Linked DNA regions of Mus musculus: region 2 is linked to region 1. A link is a contact called in public promoter capture Hi-C data. All regions are on one chromosome and are shown on one strand. The core of a region is the stretch at or near the end of the contact, and the rest is flanking DNA. Distances in the headings are between cores, read along the strand shown.

Region 1 (5,993 bases), core at 1,116-3,615:
TTGGTGTCTAGAATCGGTCCAATTTTCTGCAGTGATTTGGCCACATTGAAGCGGACATTTGCTACCTGGTCTCCTGCCATTTTCAACACGATGGGCAACATTTGCTTAGTGGTTATTTCCTTACCACAGGCTTCAGACAGTGCCTAGAAAAATAAATAAGACAGTACATTTAACACTTCCTTAAGACACCCCAAATCTAGAGAAACAAACTAATATATAAAGGGAAGGTAATTGGCCAATAGAAAACTGTTTCCTACTTGAGCATCTAAAGAACATGAAGTGGCTCAAAAGATGGAAGACCTCTGCCAAAACATACAGCAAATTGCAACTTTTAAAATAATGAAATGTTTAAATACTGTTTCATCTCACTATTGGTGTGACTGTGGGGAGGGGTGATGCTTAGAGACAGTCCGGTCTGCCTGTTCTCACCACCAGCCGAGCTCTGGGCAGTTGTGAACCACCTGTGACACTGAGCCATCTCTCCAGCTCCAAAATTTTAAATCAATGTTTTCTCTATTCAAATTGAACAGTATAAGAAATGTACCTCTAACATAAGATAGCTCACACAGAAATTTAGAACGTGAATAACCAAAAAAACAAAAATAAAACAAAACGCCCAAGCTGAGCAGTAACACATGTAATACTTACATTAATGCAGAAGAGCGTGGTCATTCTGTGTAAGTAGTTAGGGTCATTTGCCATTACCAACACTTTAGGGACAATGGTATTCTGGGCCCACTCTGTACCGAACTTCTGGACTAACTTCATGAGGTTGTTGGTGGCTGCCTCCCGAATGGCATAGACTGTAGGAGAGTCCAAGAGGATGCTTGCTTTACACACCATCTACTTCACCCACAGCACACACACCCAAAACAAACTCTGGGCAAGCCTACTGTAGCTTACATGATAATCACACTGAGGCACACCTAATGCAGTTCTAAATGTCCATGTCAACCAAGGAAAAGGATGGGAGGGACTTGGTCTATGCATCATCAATTAGTAAACCCAGCTGCCTGCTAGTAGTATGTGCTACAGAAGGAGACAGCAGATGCCTTCCCTCAAAGACCAAATACTCTTATCAGGGAATGAAAACTAGGCTCTCAGAGAGTCACATGGCAGAGGACCAATCGTCACATACAGCACTGAACAGAGAAGGCTGAGTGGAAAGAAGGGACTCTAGGAGGAGAGAGGTGCATGGCCTTTGGCAACTGGGAGGAGCTCTGGGTGCAGCTGCAGCGAGGAGCGTGAGGGCCAAGGGAATGAGCCAAACCCATGAGACTTGAGGGACAGCCCTGACCACAGAGCATTTCTAACACAAACAGGTTTCAAAAGCATCTAAAGAGATTTTAGCAAGATTATTCAAGTGGCATCAGAAAGCAGCTGAGAAAAATATTGAAGAAATCCTACACAGGTCACCATTGTCACCTACACAGCTGCAAATCACAGTTGTTCCCCACTGAAAATGCTTGTGTTAATTAAGACAAGCTGATACATGTGCCTGCACCAACACATAATAATCCCATTCAAAATAATTTATCAACGACATCATAAAACTAAACAATGAAGTCTGGGTTATTATACCCCCAAAATTAGTCATTCTGTGCAGGCCTGAACACAGAAAGGTCTGGTGCCTTCACTTCAGACTCAGTAAGACTCAAACCTTGGACTTAGATAACAAATCAAGGTGAACGATCGGGTTACTGGTTCCTCCTCCTCCTCTCACCTGGCAAGCACAAACCCCCCAAGCCAAGGCCCCAATCCTTGGCAATCCTGCAAGCTTCCAGAGAGATGAGAGCCAACTTTCCCCAACTCAAATCCTGCTCTAAAGACTAAGAACGGAAAACACAGAGACAGGAGACAAGGAGCTCTACTCGCACAGCCCATGCTCAGACTTCAGTCAGCAGAGAAACACACACCAAGATGCCCAGAAGTGCCTTACACACACACACACACACACACACACACACACACACACACACACGAGCTCTTTTTCATCTCGTACATAATTTGTGCTCCAGACCTCTCCTCCATTCTTCCTTTAAAGTAGAGCTAATGAAGCTGGAGAGACGGCTCAATGGTTAAGAGCACTGGCTGCTCTTCTACAGGTCCTGGGTTCAATTCCTAGTAACCACACAGTTGCTTACAACCATCTATAATGGAATCTGATGCCCTCTTCTGTCCTGTAGACATATAAGAAGACAGAATACTCGCATGTATGCACACACACACACACACACACACACACACACGGACGTAAAGGGGAGCTAAGGGCAGCACCTGTGTTTTGCTCCTAGCTACTGGTTTTGAATGATCAGTCTTACTACAAGGCCATGTGGCAGGGTTCCAGTGCCACAGTACCCAGAGACTGAGCTTTGACCAAGACCTCAACTGCACTCAACTCTACTTGGCCAGAGGCCTACTGTGTCTCTAGCACCTCTCAATTCTGTTTTCAGAGGAATGCAAGCCTTTCCCAAGTTCTCACTCCTTGTTTTGTCTGTGTCTGTCTTTCCCTTCAAGGTTAGGCTGATCTGAAAGGTTTCTTTACATATCTAATTCTATCAGTTCTCACTAACTTTGACTGGATACGTATCTTTATCCTATAAAAGATAAATTTATGAGGTACCCACCACTTAACTTTCCCTCACTGAGCCCTGCCTTCTTTTTTGTTTGTTTGTTTGTTTTGTTTTTCAAGACAAGGTTTCTCTGTGTAGCCCTGGCTGTCCTGGAACTCACTCTGTAGACCAGGCTAGCCTGGAACTCAGAAATCCACCTGTCTCTGCCTCCCAAGTGCTAGGATTAAAGGCATGCGCCACCACTGCTTGGCCCCCCTGCCTTCTTGTCACACTGCCCACGGACAGAAACCCAACCTTCATACCCTCCCCCCAGCTTCTCCAGACTCCTCAAGTCTTACAGCAGAGAAGCTTCATGCCAGGGAGGGATAAAGGGATAGTTCCCAAGAAACCTGCTCACCACTCACTGTATACCACCTACGGTGCAAAACATCACTCTTCTTCAAATTATAAAAATCTAACCGAAACTACAAAAGCTGGGAGGAAGCCCATGGCAAAGGCCCGCTCTCAGCTGCCAGCCACCCAATGCATCAGGGATCCTGCAGTCCATGAACTCCAACCTGCTAACTCCCAAGCTGGAAGGAACTCAGGAGGCGGGATGCTTAAGTCACATAGAGCCACCACCTACACAGAACAGCTGTCATTTCTCAACTTGTGGAAGACTGGAACCTTAACAGGCCTTCCTAATTTGAAGGACAGAAAAAGGCCAGTCTTAATCCTTAATTGCTTTCAAAGGAAGTAACAGAAAGGTCTCTGGGAACACCACTGACAGGGCTACTTACACCCAAAGTAAACTTGGTTAAATAAAAAAGTCTCTTGGATGGGGAGATGCCTTAGTGGTTAAGAAAATATATACTGCTCTTACAGAAGACTGGATTTCAGCCCTCAGTACCTAAGCCAGAGGGCTCACAACAACAATTCCAGCTCCCAAGCAGGATCCGATGCCCTCTTTGGCCTCCAAGAGTACACCCGAGCACAAGCACAAACTCACATACAGATACACTACTTACACAGACACACTCCTTACACATACAGACACGCTCCTTACACATACAGGCACGCTCCTTACCTTGCACATACAGACACGCCCCTTACACATACAGGCACACTCCTTACACATACAGGCACGCTACTTACACATACAGGCACGCTACTTACACATACAGGCACGCTACTTACACATACAGGCACGCTCCTTACACATACAGGCACACTCCTTACACATACAGGCACGCTACTTACACATACAGGCACGCTACTTACACATACAGGCACGCTACTTACACATACAGGCACGCTCCTTACACATACAGGCACGCTCCTTGCACATACAGGCACGCTCCTTGCACATACAGGCACGCTCCTTGCACATACAGGCATGCTACTTATACATACTTACAGATGCTTTCCTATGATTTACCAAGTTTTTTTTTAAATAAATGATAATTAAAAACTTAACTCGAGAAAAAAGGAATAAAGAAGTCTACACTGTTATTTAAAGTACAGATGTATCCATACATGCCCTAACACACTGACATACACAGCTTCATAACCTCCCTTTACACTCTTAGACATATGATGCAAATGCGCTTTTAACAAAACCACCTACAAGTGTAAGCAGACACAGATATTCTTATTCTTTTCCTACTACCTAGTCACAAGTACCCAAAGATAAATGCAAGCAATCTATAGAGTCTACACAGCACACTGGGACCACAACAGGCTGCTTATCACACCCACCAAAACACGGACCCAGAGCCCACGGGACATAGCACATGAAAATTGAAGGCCCTCCCTGATACTGAAGCTGCTAAGGCTAGGACCTGGCACAGAGGGCCCCTCTGTCATCAGCTGCCAGGGAGATAGACATGTGCACACACTGCCCTGAGGCATCACCAGGAAGGCACCTGCTCATTCCTGTCCAATCTCAACTGGCCTGAGCTTACATCCGCCAGCACAGCAGCAGCAGGCAAAGAAGAAACAATAAGCTTTCCTTTCATAACCCCGAAGCTCTGGCTCTGTCCCAGGGTGCAGCACACATCCCCACTACTACTGGACCTTTGCACCTCATCTCAGAAAGCCCACGGAGCCAATTCTTTCCAGCCAGGTCTGTCCAGTCTCAGCCTGCTCTTCAGATACTGAAGACGCCAATGGCAGCAGGTCGGCTGCAAACCCTGGCGCTGGAGGAAATGTCCAGCTAAGAATCTGAAGCTCAAAGGCAGCAGGAAGTAGAAGAGGACAGACTTACTCAGCACAGAAAACACACTTAAAACAGAAAATAACGCAAGTACAAATGTCAGCCTGTAGTCAGCTTGCACCTGCTTTAGTCCCAGCACTCAGGAGACAGGCAGAGCTGCACAATGAGACCCTGTCCAAATTAAGTACGTGAAATGTTTATGTAATAAGGGGAAGCCAGTGGAACCTCACCATCCTTTCTTCCGCCTTACATTGTCAAGGCAAAGGAGTATCCCACAGGGTTCCTCTGTAAACAGTATGTGTGAACACCACAAACATGCAGAAGCCTGGACTCGCCACAGTCTCTGTGTTTAACTTGTCTACTCACCATGATCCACAAGCCAGGCCATACACAAAGAATTGAGTTTTTCATCAAAGAACTCCACACCCTATGGATATAGAAGATTCCATTAGTAAAAATTTCCAAAGTTAGGACAAGATGTTCTATTTACACTGCACAGTAATCACCTAAGAGCTAAAGGCACACCTGCACACAAGCTGAACCACAAAAGCCATAAAAACAGTAGCATGGAATTACAAACCATTACACTATCATAGAAAGCAAAACCAAGGGAGTGAGCGCCGAGGGCCGCGCTTACAGAAGATGGGACTGAGCCACCCACACACTCACACACGCACGCGCAGGGCTGAGCAGAACAGAACAGGCCAGCACAACACAGGAGGAAGTCTGCAGAACAAATCCAGACATCATGGGAAAGCCAGTTACCCAGAAAAATAGCTGCTGAGGGCTTTGGGGGTCGTCCTCTCTCCTTTCTAGTTAACAAGTCCTTGAGCACGAGGCAGGGTACTCCAAGTGACACCAACAGAGGACAGTGTTTCTAGGGCATGGCAGAAGGCAGGAGAGAAAAGAGGAGGCACCAGTGTACAGGGCAAAAGGCAGAAGTAAGAGTTGGAGCCTGGCTCCCCAGCCTGCTGGTCAGTCCACACAAGCTGGGAACAAACCCTGAGACCTCTGGCCACAGGGCACACACACCACACAGGTAAGCCCAGGATACACTTTCCGGGTGCCTTCCTTCTGAGGCCATTATGCAGTTTTTTTTTGTTGTTGGTGGTGTTTTTGTTTTTTGTTTTTTGTTTTTTGTTTTTGAGACAGGGTTTCTCTGTGTAGCCCTGGCTGTCCTGGAACTCACTCTGTAGACCAGGCTGGCCTCGAGCTCAGAAATTCAC
Region 2 (5,993 bases), core at 1,106-3,605, 180 kb before region 1:
CACAACTCTCACAACAGACAGACATAAACCACAAGTCTGGAAGTCCTGAGACCACCTGCACTAATGTTCAACTGGCTACACATCGAGTGGTGCCTGCCAGTCCTGTTGTGTTCAGTAATTCACTAGAGCTCACAGAACTTAGAAATACAGTGTCTATGCACATTACTATCTAGAATATAAGCTGAGAGCAACCAAATAAAGTCACAGCCAGGGCAGAGTCTGGAAGGGTTTCAGATGAGTCCTTATGTATCATCTTCCAGTGAAATCAGGACTATCAACCTCCTTGTTATGATTTGACTATAAAATATCTTCTGAATGCTTCGGTATTGAATGTTTGGTCTCTAGGTAGCAGTGCTATATGGAAGATTCTGGAAATTTTAGGGGGTGGAGCCTTGCTGGGGGAAGTGGGCCACGGGAGCATGCCTTTGAGGCTTATGCACAGTGCCTAGCATGTTCCTTTTTCCCGGCTTCCTGTTCACCATGATGTGCACAGCCACCTCCTCTACAATCACTTACCTCCATGATGTTGTTGCCCACCTCATGGAGCCCATCCTGAAACAGTGAGCTGAAGTCCATCTCTCTTCTTTTAAGTTGTTCCTTTGAGTATTGTGCTCTCAGCTTTACAAAGGTAAATAATAAACTTCTCCTAGCACACCGTGCTACCCACCCAGGGAGTTCCATTAGGCTGTGGTGTTCGGAGGTTTCATTAGGTTTCATCACCTAAGCAAGAAGGAGATGATCACTGTCAGGTGGTATAGGGAGAGTCCTGGTACCACCCAGCTCAAAGCCTCACTCTATGATCAACTGATGGGTCTTCTTGGTGTAAAAGCACCCAGTCTAAGAAATCTCCTTACCATAAATTCTGTGCTGTTTAAGAGGTTTGTGAATAAAAATTCACTCTTACATGAATCTTATATTCAATCTTACATCTTAAAAAATTCAGAACCTTTCTACCAATGATCGGAGATGAAGGATAACCAAACTCTTTATTATCCAATAGATATAAATATGTAAAAATATCTTTAAAAGAGAATAAAGAGCTGTCCAAAATAAGTGGCATTTCTATAACTTAAGACGGGCATTTTAAGTGAATCCTCCATTTTCCGAGTGTGTCTGTTGTTTTTGCTTGTTTTGTTTTGTTTTGTTTTGTTTGATTGTTGTCAAGTTTCTCTGGATGGTCAGGAACCTTGGATCAGTGGAAAAAGAAGGGTTAGTCTCTAATCCTTGATTTCTCTCACAGCCTCTGAAGGGAACAACATCCAGTTCTGGTTCAGAGATTACAGAGTTAAGTGGGGAAAAAGAAGACCCCTTAAATGTTCTTCCCAGCACTTAGGGATTTAGCCGATGCCACTTGGCCTTAGTCAGATGTGCTGGGAAGGTCTGATAGTCTCCTCTATGTGATCTTTCTCTTCCCTGCAAATGATCCTGGGACTTTTGGCTTGATCTTTTTCATGCCTCTTGCCTCTCCAAGCCTGGGAATTTCTGTGGAAGCAAAGACATCTACACTGCCCCCACCAAGCCCTGTTTCACTAAGAAGTACATGGAAAAGGAGGATCTTTGAAAAAGAAATTATCAAAGATGATTTTACAATATATACAAGACTCTAAACTTTAAACTTGCTTACATTGCCACCTAGATTAATTGGTTAGATAGAAAATGCTCATTTGTTGAAACTAGGGACTCTGCTAACTAGACAACTGCATCTATCTCCTAGAATGTGCTGTTTAGAATATTCTAATGATTGTGCTTTTTAAAGCCTGATTTGAAAACATACATGCACACACACACACACACACACACACACAGAGAGAGAGAGAGAGAGAGAGAAAGAGAGAGAGAGAGAGAGAGAGAGAGAGAGAGAGAGAGAGAGAGAGAGAGATCACTGGGCTAATACATGATATTTTTCTTTTTCAGAGGCTGCTTTGAATCTTGCCTACATCCTAATTCCCAGTATTCCCCTTTTCCTCCTACTTGTGGTCACTTCAGCTGTATGTTGGGTTTGGATCTGTAGAAGGCAAGTAGAACTCTCATCATGCAAACCTTTGCTCCCTCTGCACTAGGATGTTGCCTGGCTGGCATCATTAAAGGCCATGACAACTCCAAGAGAAGGACCACTATAGAACTGAGAGTAAATTCTGGCAGGACACGAGGTCTGCATGCCAAACAAGCAGCATGCTTCTCTGAGCATCTGTGCTGAGTTGTGATTACGCTAGCAGTCCTACGTGCTTTCTCCTCTGTGTGTGTGGAAGATTTTTAAGCAAAGTGGAAGGTAAAACACTGTTATTCACTTCCTGTGCACCCACAGATCACCCAGTAAAGTGTTCTCCTAAATGTAGGTCCTCGTTCCAAAAATGTTTGTTGAGTAAGGAATGACTAATGGGCCACATGAAAACTGTGTGTTCCAAGGGATTCTGGGAAGCATCTGACACAAAGCCACTTTATTCAGAATGAATCAGCCAAATTCTTTTAAACTGACTTTTCTTTTAAATTATTTCAAAAGTGTATTGTTGCAAAGAAGCTAAACTAGGTAGCATAGGCAGCCTCTGTATGTAGTCTGGATGGCGTGCTGGTGTATTTTAAGTGCATGCAACTGTTCTCTGTTCACACTGTTGTTCCCTGTCATCAAGGCAGACACTAAAGGAGGAGAGCATTCTCACATTTACAGCAGAAAAATCAGAGTCCACCTGGAGTTGAACTCACTTTGATGAACATTGAGATACATTTGTAAAATTCCAATGCAGAACCTATTTCATTTAATAATCCCCTCAAACGTTTATTATGAGTATGAGCAGTGTGTGTGTGTGTATAGATAGATAGATAGATAGATAGATAGATAGATAGATAGATAGATAGATCTTATATAAACACTCAAAAGAATTGGCCATTACTATAATCATTTTTGTTGGTAATTCTCTTGAATTTAAAATAGAATTGAGTTAAACAATTACAGATACATTTTTCCGATGACTTATCTACAATTGGTTCTTGATTGCTACTTTTAAATGCATTTGCCCCTTTGCCAGGACAAGGGAACATTCTTTCTCTATCTGTCTCTGTCTGTCTCTCATGTGTCCGTTTGTCCTTCTTTCCTGCTTTTCTTTCTTCCATATTCATTTTTAAGTGGTCCTAGGAACTCAGGGCTTCACACATGCCAGACAAGTTGCATTTGGTTGGCTATATCCCCATATCCTTAAACAATACTTTTAAGTGTTACAAACAAAATGCATTGATAGAAGAAGGAAGCAGTTATACTATTACAGAATTTAGCAAAAATATTTCCCAAAACGAATTGTGTTTCTTTATTAGTGATTTTTAGTGGTGGGTATAATTATAATATTGAAGTAGCGGTAAGCATGAAATATTTCAAAGCAACTCTAATAACTGATATGGTATAGGAATGTGATTTCTGTTGGTGGTAGAGTCAATGACATTATTAATCCTACTCTTGTTTATTGTCTATACTTATGGTAGAATGTGACTAATTTTGTTTAGAGATGAGTTTTGTTTTATTGTTCAATTGGTTAAGGTTTGGTTTGGTTTGGTTAGGTTAGGTTTAGTCTAATTTTTTCCTACTGTTTTCTGGCCCCACATTTCCGAAGGAGTCCTAGAACTAAGACAGTGAATGGTAGGTGTAGGAAGACCAGAATAGAACAGTTTCCTGGGGTGTCTCCTACCTGACTCACAAAGCCTGTTGGTGTAGGTAGGTGAGAAACAGAGCAAGGTGACTTCCTGAGGTCACTTCATCCACTTCAATAGAACAGGGACATTCTCAGGACCCTGGTCTCAAATACTCAGCCTGGTTCTCTTCTTTTAGAAAACGAGAACAGACAGACCCTAGCACAAAGGAGCAGCACACCATTTGGCCCACTCCTCGCCAAGAAAACAGCCCCAACCTAGATGTTTACAATGTCATCAGAAAACAAAGTGAAGCTGATTTAGCTGAGCCCCGGCCAGACCTGAAGAACATCTCCTTCCGGGTGTGTTCTGGGGAAGCTATGCCTGATGACATGTCTTGTGACTATGAAAACATTGCTGTGAACCCTTCGGAAAGTGGGTTTGTGACTTTGGCAAGTATGGAGAGTGGATTTGTGACCAATGACATCTATGAATTCTCCCCGGACCGAATGGGGAGGAGCAAGGAGAGTGGATGGGTAGAAAATGAAATATATTACTAAGACACAGGAAAAACCTGGCAAGAATGCAAAAGGAGAAGCAAAGGCCTCCGATTTCTTACAAGGACAATATTCAGAAAGCTTATGAAAATGCCCAGCTCAGTCTTAGGGGCAAGCACAGCATCACAAGTCCCTACTGGGTCCCCAAGTTCTGGCTGTACTTCTTATCTGAGGGCCTCATCCTGCTGAGCCTTCTGAGAAGGCACTTTGCCCAGGGGCTGCTGCACAGCAGACTCAGTGATTGTCAGCCAGTGGCTTCTAACTGATATCTGAGGGCTGGTGCTTTCACTGCTCAGCATGAAGGGCTGACCAGGGAGCTTGGAAAGCCCACCTCTAGGTTCTGTTTTCCTTGCTCTATACAGCAGCACAGGCAATCACAAAAACACAAACTGTGGAATCCTCTCAAAGCCTCTGTATGGATGCCTCAGGCTGGCCTGCACATCAATAATTAATTCCCAAACCTGCACCCCCACCCCGCCCCTGAAAAATATCCAATAAAAAGCAGGAAGTAGAATGTTAGTCAGTCTGTGTCTACAGCCTTTCCTCTGCATGTGGCCTCAGGGGAACTCTTTTTTTTTTTTTTTTTTTTTTTTTTCATTCTCCCGACATCTAAACTTGGAAAAATCCAACTTGGAAATACTTTAGAAAGTAAAAATGAGCTCTGTGTTTGCTTCAGGGCTTCTTGTTCTCTGGGCTCAGACAGTATGTGCTGTTCTGGGGATGGGTGGCAGCAGCCTGGGAACATGACTGTGTGCTGGACTGGTAAAGAGTAGACATACTAAGGATAAGGAGAGGCAGGCTTCTCACTATCAGAGAAGGCAGCCACAGCTACCAGAAGGGAGGAAACTGGAATAGGTCCTATTGTGTGCAATGGAAATAGTGACAGTGCTGTCACTGTGGAGCTTTATGTATTGAGTATCCATGAATATGTATATGTATATGTATATGTATATGTATATGTATATGTATACTCTCCATTAAATAAGCCAGTACTCCATGAAATTGGATGACTGGAGGGCAGAAGCAGAAGAAATATGAGTTACTTGAGTAATGAAAAGGAAATAATGGATACCTAAACATAGGTAGACTTAACAGGTTTATTGTTCTACAGGAACCATGCCCCCCCCCACCCCCCACCCCCCGCACATCACAATGGCCTATAATGTATTTATGAATAAATATGAGAAAGGAGCTCAAGGGTAGCAAACACAAAGTCATGATAGAATATTATAAAACTATAAAAAATTATAAAATTAGAAAATGTTATATTTATTGCCTTGGTTCACCAGTACACATTGTATATTTGTGCTGTGAAGTGACATTATTGTTAAAACTTACATTTAAAGAGACTAAGAATGAGAGAGGTCATTTGTGAAACTTTACACCACCACCAAGCAAGAACGATTGGGAATCAATAGATCACAGAAACCAACTCATAATGGCCCATCTTCGGTAATGTGGAATAATTTAAATATTAAATCGTGGGCTGGTGAGATGGCTCAGTGGGTAAGAGCACCCGACTGCTCTTCCGAAGGTCCAGAGTTCAAATCCCAGCAACCACATGGTGGCTCACAACCATCCGTAACAAGATCTGACTCCCTCTTCTGGTGTGTCTGAAGACAGCTACAGTGTACTTACATATAATAATAAAATAAATCTTAAAAAAAATATTAAATCGTTAAAAGTAAAAGCGACAAAGAGAATGTGACTCATTAGATACACCAGAAAAACATGGGCATATGCTGACACAAAATAAGTGAATAAATTAAAGCTTTGATGTAGAATGGGATATTTACATGATTTCAGGTAAAGATCATTATT

The links. Capture Hi-C pulls out chosen DNA fragments and counts their contacts.
Region 2: a promoter capture Hi-C map of adipose tissue shows a contact between it and region 1. The contact joins two enhancer-like sites. A contact is called at or near these places in 1 of 39 promoter capture datasets (neural stem cells), 1 of 484 Hi-C or Micro-C datasets (the N1E-115 cell line), 1 of 115 datasets of contacts at active chromatin or transcription factors (pancreatic cancer cells) and 3 of 9 other capture datasets (adipose tissue, liver and pancreatic islet).

The regions. Positions count from the first base shown.
Region 1 is chr9:50,872,848-50,878,840 of GRCm38.p6, reverse strand. Ppp2r1b (protein phosphatase 2, regulatory subunit A, beta) reads right to left here. Exons shown (of 15, transcript NM_028614.3): 11 at 5,134-5,194; 12 at 649-803; 13 at 1-143. Among named protein-coding and RNA genes, the nearest start is that of Gm25558, 12 kb to the left of the region's middle. Within about 2 kb of position 2,365, at least 12 of the 459 cell types and tissues checked have an H3K27ac peak or open chromatin away from gene starts, as enhancers often do. A contact at or near this core is called in adipose tissue, where this site is marked.
Region 2 is chr9:51,055,478-51,061,470 of GRCm38.p6, reverse strand. It overlaps Layn (layilin), which reads left to right. Exons shown (of 8, transcript NM_001033534.1): 7 at 1,915-2,014; 8 at 3,815-4,691. The coding sequence ends at 4,175. It overlaps Gm32681 (a long non-coding RNA gene), which reads right to left. Exons shown (of 3, transcript XR_870735.2): 2 at 517-720. Among named protein-coding and RNA genes, the nearest start is that of Gm32681, 12 kb to the right of the region's middle. Within about 2 kb of position 2,355, at least 54 of the 459 cell types and tissues checked have an H3K27ac peak or open chromatin away from gene starts, as enhancers often do. A contact at or near this core is called in adipose tissue, where this site is marked.